2 separate regions of the Mus musculus genome follow, and region 1 is linked to region 2. A link is a contact called in public Hi-C data. All regions are on one chromosome and are shown on one strand. The core of a region is the stretch at or near the end of the contact, and the rest is flanking DNA. Distances in the headings are between cores, read along the strand shown. Region 1 holds the start of Atl3 (atlastin GTPase 3). Region 2 overlaps Mark2 (MAP/microtubule affinity regulating kinase 2).

Region 1 (3,028 bases), core at 346-2,845, 180 kb after region 2:
GGTGACTCAAAGGCAGTTACATCACCAGGAAGTCCCTTGGGCAGTTTATAGGCAACTATACAAATTAAAAATCTCACCTGGAGCGTGGGTGATTCACAAAGAACCTGCACTCCTGATGAGTTCCATGGGCAGCTTCAGTAATGGAAGAGTCCTTCTGGTCAATTTGCTCTTGGATATACACCTTCCTCCAATGAGTCTCCTGTGGCTGATTCAAGACAGCAATGGTCATGTCCACCTTAGAAGAAACAACTACACAATAGCCTAGAAGATCTAATTTGGTTTAAATCTAAAAGCTAGAAGAGAGTTTCCTAACAGTCTTGAGAGTTTGGGGGGTAAAGGGGCTCAAAGAGGGGTTAAAGAAGTGTAAACAGGATTTCTTTAGGTAGGCTACGAATAATTTTTACCTCATAACCTTTGGCATAATTGCTCAGGAAGTAAAGATAGCTGAAAGGCTTGGCAGGGTGTAGAGATAGAGGGAAGTTCAGGGTAGGCCGAAGGAATAAAGAAAACATTTGCTGAATGAACGAAACAATGGTGAGGAAAAATCAAGTCACTGGGGTGACACTACCTCCATCTATAGGATTTGTTAGAAAACAGTATTTAGTTGTGGCAAATTGTATTTTCACAATATGTCAAGTATGAATAAAAGCATTTCCCAACAACTTCCTTTTGTAAAGTAACTTTGAATCACGGTCCTAGAAGTCTAAAGTTTACAAAAGGTGGGTCATGGCTCAGAATAGTCTGAGGTCGCGCGAAAATGAGACAGAGACTCACTATGTAGTTCAGGAAGGTATTGAACACCTGATCCTCCTCTCCTGGTCTCCAGTACTGGGATTACCAGCGTGCCACCCGGAGCCTGACTTAGTAAGGTCTTACTTTAGCTTTTTGTTTGTTTGTTTTGTTTTGTTTTTTTGTTTTTCGAGACAGGGTTTCTCTGTGTATCCCTGGCTGTCCAGGAACTCACTTTGTAGACCAGGCTGGCCTCGAACTCAGAAATCCTCCTGCCTCTGCCTCCCAAGTGCTGGGATTAAAGGCGTGCGCCACCACGACCGGCGTTACTTTAGCTTTTAGTAAGCCTTGGTCAGATCAGAGATTAGGGGTGATGGTGATGATAATGAAGTCACGATGGTCTGTCCTTGTGAAGTCAAAGTCGAAGCGTTCGCGTCATCATGTTAATTCTTTCATACCACCACCTGTAGTCCTGGCCAGCGAGGAACACCAGAGCCCAGCACGCGGGCCGGGTGGGGGCTCCCGGCGGGAACCGGGTGGCCAAAGCCCGGCCCTGGTCCCCGGGTTAGGCGCCGGGCAGGGTCTTCCGAGAGCCCTCCTCATTTTTTTCCCTTTGCAAGGCCTAATGGGAGTTGTAGTTCAGCGGTAGGAAGACCCACTCGGCCCAGTCCTGTCCTCCGTTTCCTCTACGCCCCGGATGAGGGCGAACACCCGGGTCAGAGGGGCCGGGCCCAAGAAAACGCCGAACTACAATTCCCGATGGACCCGACATTCCAGTACGCAGTCACAGGTACCCGCGGCACGATCCCCGCTCCGGCGCACGCGCACCGAACGGTGGCGGGACTCGGCCGCGTGCGCTTTCCCGCCCTCGTCACGCCCTGCGCCATCGGCAGGGCTGTCTCCTGAGCTGTAGGCTTTCTCCGCGCGCCCCTCCTTCTCGGTTTCTCCCCAAGTCCAGGCTCCGCCTGTTTCCCTCCTCCAGGGCAGCCTCAACCCGCTCCTGTCTTCTCTGCCTCTGCTACTTCTGCTGAAGGAGGAGGCTCCATGTTGTCCCCTCAGCGAACTGCAGCGGTGGCATCGAGAGGAGCAGGTGAGGCGTCCAATTTTCCCGGGACCCGGTCCGTGGTTACCCACGCTGCCTCCCAGTGCTTCGGCTCCGAGGTGACAAGCCGTCCCTGCCGCCGCCTTTTTTGGTGTGGCGACGGGAGGCCGCACCGCCGGGTGTCTCGGCTCGGAATTCAGGGCCGGGGCTCCTGGAGCGGGGAACGTTCCCAGTCTCCGCCGGGAGCCCGCGGCCTCCTGCGGCCTGGTGTTCTGGCCCGTCGAGCTCCGCCCTGTGCTGGGCAGGGCGTGCCGGGCGGTGGCGCGCTCCGGGTCGGGAAGCGAGGTTGGCGGTCCGTCTTAACGGGCCGGGATCGGCGGAAGGCTTTATTGTTGAGCCTTAAAGTGCTGGAATGCTGCGGTGCAGCCTTGGAGTTGAAAGGTTTTATTTTAAACGAAAAGACCTTGAGATACTGACAAGTATTAGTAAAGTTCGTTTTCCACCCGCGCTTATCTCCATGTTTGGTGATAAAAGAATTGGCCTAAATTTGGTTGTTTTGTTTTGCAAGTTTTTTGTTTTGTTTTTTTTTTTTTTAAAGTAAGTTTGGTTCCTTTGGCTTTGCCGGAGACATAAAATGAGGTGGTAAAAGTACTAAATGAAAACCAAATAGTCCCTCCGTAAATTCATGGATGCAGTTTCGCCTGTCATTTTACCTGGCACTGTGCTTGTTTAATGGGTATGGCCCTGAAATGATTGCAAGTTTCAGTTGCGAAATCTAAAGGAAAAAAAAAAGAAGAGTCAACAGTAGTGTTTGAAGAATTTTTTAGCAAACCCCAGTCTTCAAATTTGAGTACGAAGTGGAATGTTTTGCAAAAGGTGAAGAAAAAAAAAAAAAAAAAAAAAAAAACCCCTAGCAGTCTAAAACGTCATGGTTCTCAGTTTTGTTTTGGAGAAGTGGAGTTAAGTAAAACCTACGTTAAGGATTTGTACTCTATGTCAGTATTCAGCTTACATACAAACTGCAACATCAAATGAGGGCTGTTTTGCTTCCTACGAAAACCAGCTTGTATTCTAGAAATTCCTGTGCAGCTTTTACATGCGTGAGGGGATGTATGGGTGAAAAACATTTTCACCTAGTGAAGCATAAGGCCAATACCAACATTGTTTTATTTTCGGTAGTTTACTGTCTTTTGTAATAGTCATAACCATAAGAAAAACAGTTGAGGGGTGGTGGTGGCGCACGCCTTTAATCCCTGC
Region 2 (2,972 bases), core at 269-2,768:
CTGAGGTCAGGCTCTGATCCTTTGCCCTGTAGTACGAAGCATGGTCATCTCGGTTATCTCAAGTAAGGTCTGAGCACTTGTGACTGAAGGATAAGAAGAGAGGCTCTTGTTATCTGTGCTGTGGAATCCTGTCTGTAGTCAAGTGTAGAGCAGAAGCTACACATGAGGCTTCTGCAGAGAAAGGAGGGTGCTCCCTTCCCCAGAATAGATCCCAAGACTACTACTGAAAGGTGCTGTTTGGTGACAAACAGGAATGTCTGAGGTAGGGGTGGGGGCAAGGCAGTCATTAGATTCTTCTTTTTCACCAATTACTACAGCACACTGACCCCCTAGAACCTTTAGTGGCAGCCAAGACAAAGAGTCATTCCCTATGGAAAAGGGAAAGCAAACCTGATCTCTGGCTGTACCAGTGTCTCCAGCTAACCCTGCTGCAAAGCAAAGTCTCTCACAGGGACTAAACCCTCAGACAGCCTACTGCCCACATACATAAATCTCTCCTCCCTCCTGTACAACATGGCTTGTGGTAGTAGAGGGAGCACCAAGTGAGCATTCCGTCAACAAGGTGCCCCGTATACTAGGCATAGAGAGTCAAACCCCAAACACACCTTTCATACAATTCTGTCTCAAGCTGGTAGGATGGCTCAGCACAAATAGATACAATGCCAAGACTGATGACCTGTGATGGGTCCCTAGAAATTCAAGGGTGGAAAGACAGAACCAATTCCTCCAAGTTCTCCTCTGACCTACATTGCATTCACATACGCAAAACAAAAAGGCAAATGTATAGAAAATAAAAATCTCTTACCCTTTCCTACAATCAACTTACATCTAATACATCTATGTGAGTATGTGGGGGGGGGGAGAAAGGGGGGGAAGAGAGAGAGAGAGAGAGAGAGAGAAGGAAGGAAGGAAGGAAGGTGGGAAGGTAGGTAGGTAGGTAGGTAGGTAGGTGATTTCCAACTGGACTCAGGTTTCCCAACCGTTTCTACCACTGTATGAAGGGCTGGCTGACTTCCTTTACTTGGCAGCAACTAGGCCCCAGACACCTACCTGCAAGGTTTGCATTGTTTATAGACTGCTAGGGTTTTGCTGTAGCTCTCCTCCTTCCCTGGGCTATATTCTATCCACAGAGCTCCCATCCTTCCTTCTTGTCAGCTCAGGTCAGACTTTACTCTTATGAGGAAGCTTTCCAGCTAGCTTCCACCTAACTTACTTAGCCGAGTCTACTGTGTCTCCCTCAGCATTCTCAGCTTAGCTGTAGGGGAGGGACTGCTGCTGCTCATTGGCTGGTCTCCTTAGTGGTTATCTTGCTTAGTGGTATACAAAAATAAAAGCAGTCCCCAGGGAAGTTTTCAGGATTCAGTCACTTCTGTGTTCTTGGTGCCCTGGCCCAGCAGCAACAGCCACTAGCAAGGCCTCCAGAAACGCTTTCCTAAGTCAAACTGAATATTATGGGGTCATGGTGCCCTGATTTCCTTGTTACCCAATAGCCCTTAACCCAGCTCTGATCCATGTGACCCTTTTGACCTGAGCCAGGGATGGAATGCTACCTACTGTTTTAAATTCATCCCCTAGGGCCTTCTGGCACCTGAATGGTCATAGTCCCTGGCAAGAACCCAGTGTCTTTGGTGTGCTAAGCTGGGACCTGCTGCCCTGCTGCCCTTCCACCTGTCCTTTCCCAGATCACTTCCTGACATAGAAGTCTACAAGCCTTCTAAGGAGAACCACCATTCAAGTGAGGGCTATGGGGCAAGTACCAAGGGCCCCAGGGGAGATCTAGTCAAGACCCAAATCTGCCCAAACAAGTTATATAACTCTGAACAAATCACTCTCCCTCCTAGGACCTGTCTCCACATTGTAAAGGCTCTGAGGCTCTGTCCAGGGTGAATAGAGTACGCGCTCAAGCTTTCTAGGCCTGGCCCTGAGATGGAGGCAGAAAGTGAGAAGGGGCTGCCTGTCATGAAGCCCACTTCCTGATCTTGGCTAATATCAAGTGGGCCTGCGAAGAAGCCTGACTCTCGTAGGAGCCTTGCCCAGCATTCTGTGGACACTAGGCCCACACGCTGAAAAATTTTAGGCTAGGATTGAAAACACTGAAATGAAACATCAATTCTAAACTCAAGGTGTTAAAAGGGTGATTTGTCTCTTTCCAAAGACTTCATCTGCCCCATCCGCAAACTCCCTGCTCCTCCCAGTCAGGAATGTGGCCACGAGGCCCAGGGCAAGGCACTACGACACAGTCTATTTCCCTCAGGCCTCCAGGCAATTCAGCCTTCAGTGAGCAGGAAGCCTTCGTGCATGCTCATGGCCTGGCAGGCAAGCAGCACACCCAGCAAGCTGAGCAGAGCCTGCCCCCACCCGCATGATTCCCACAGTGGCTGGCTCCTGGGTGGGGAGCTGCCTGCCTGCAGTGAGCAGATAATCCTCCAGGAGAAACTGATTTGGCAAAGCCCAGCAAGCAGCAGTTTCAGTCTCCCTGCCCAGGTGGGGGAGGGGAGCCAGCCCAAGCAGACCTGTCTAACAGGTCCTTAGTTCTACCACCAGTCAGAGCTTTCTTCTTGGTTCAAACCAGGAGAAGCGAGAAAGTCAAGAGTCTTACAAGGAAATGAGGAAGAATCATGTTTTCAATCCTGTCTATCCACGATGGTCCTGCACAACCCTGGAACAGTTACTACCAACAGTCTGAAGCTTCCCATGTCCTCAGATCTCTGAACTAAGCAAACAGAGTCAGGCCTGGTTAGTACTCAGATGAAAGGAAAGCAACTCATATGCCCAAAGAAAAATCTGGGTCCTCAGCAGCAGCAGGACCGAGTTGGTGTGAAATCAGTGCTTCCCGCGCCACACTCTTGAGCCCTTCTGCCCTATAAATATCTGTAGCTTCTGACTCGTGCAGAGCGCCATGTCTGCTCTGGACAGGACTCCCAACACTTCACGAGCCCATCTGCTATCATAGAGGGAAGGGTGAAACCAGC

The links. A called contact is a pair of places that touch in the nucleus more often than the background predicts.
Region 1: a contact with region 2 is called in a Hi-C map of nephron progenitors, with 4 times the contacts expected there. A contact is called at or near these places in 4 of 39 promoter capture datasets (the C10 cell line, the HPC-7 cell line, cranial neural crest and 1 more), 1 of 484 Hi-C or Micro-C datasets (nephron progenitors), 3 of 130 datasets of targeted methods (bone marrow-derived macrophages, effector CD8 T cells and extraembryonic endoderm stem cells) and 3 of 9 other capture datasets (adipose tissue, liver and pancreatic islet).

What each region holds. Positions count from the first base shown.
Region 1 is chr19:7,492,843-7,495,870 of GRCm38.p6, forward strand. It overlaps Atl3 (atlastin GTPase 3), which reads left to right and starts at 1,596. Exons shown (of 13, transcript NM_146091.4): 1 at 1,596-1,819. The coding sequence starts at 1,774. Gm52401 (a long non-coding RNA gene) reads right to left here and starts at 952. Exons shown (of 2, transcript XR_003952920.1): 1 at 775-952; 2 at 1-205.
Region 2 is chr19:7,308,538-7,311,509 of GRCm38.p6, forward strand. The region is part of intron 1 of Mark2 (MAP/microtubule affinity regulating kinase 2); the gene reads right to left. Among named protein-coding and RNA genes, the nearest start is that of Gm17227, 12 kb to the left of the region's middle.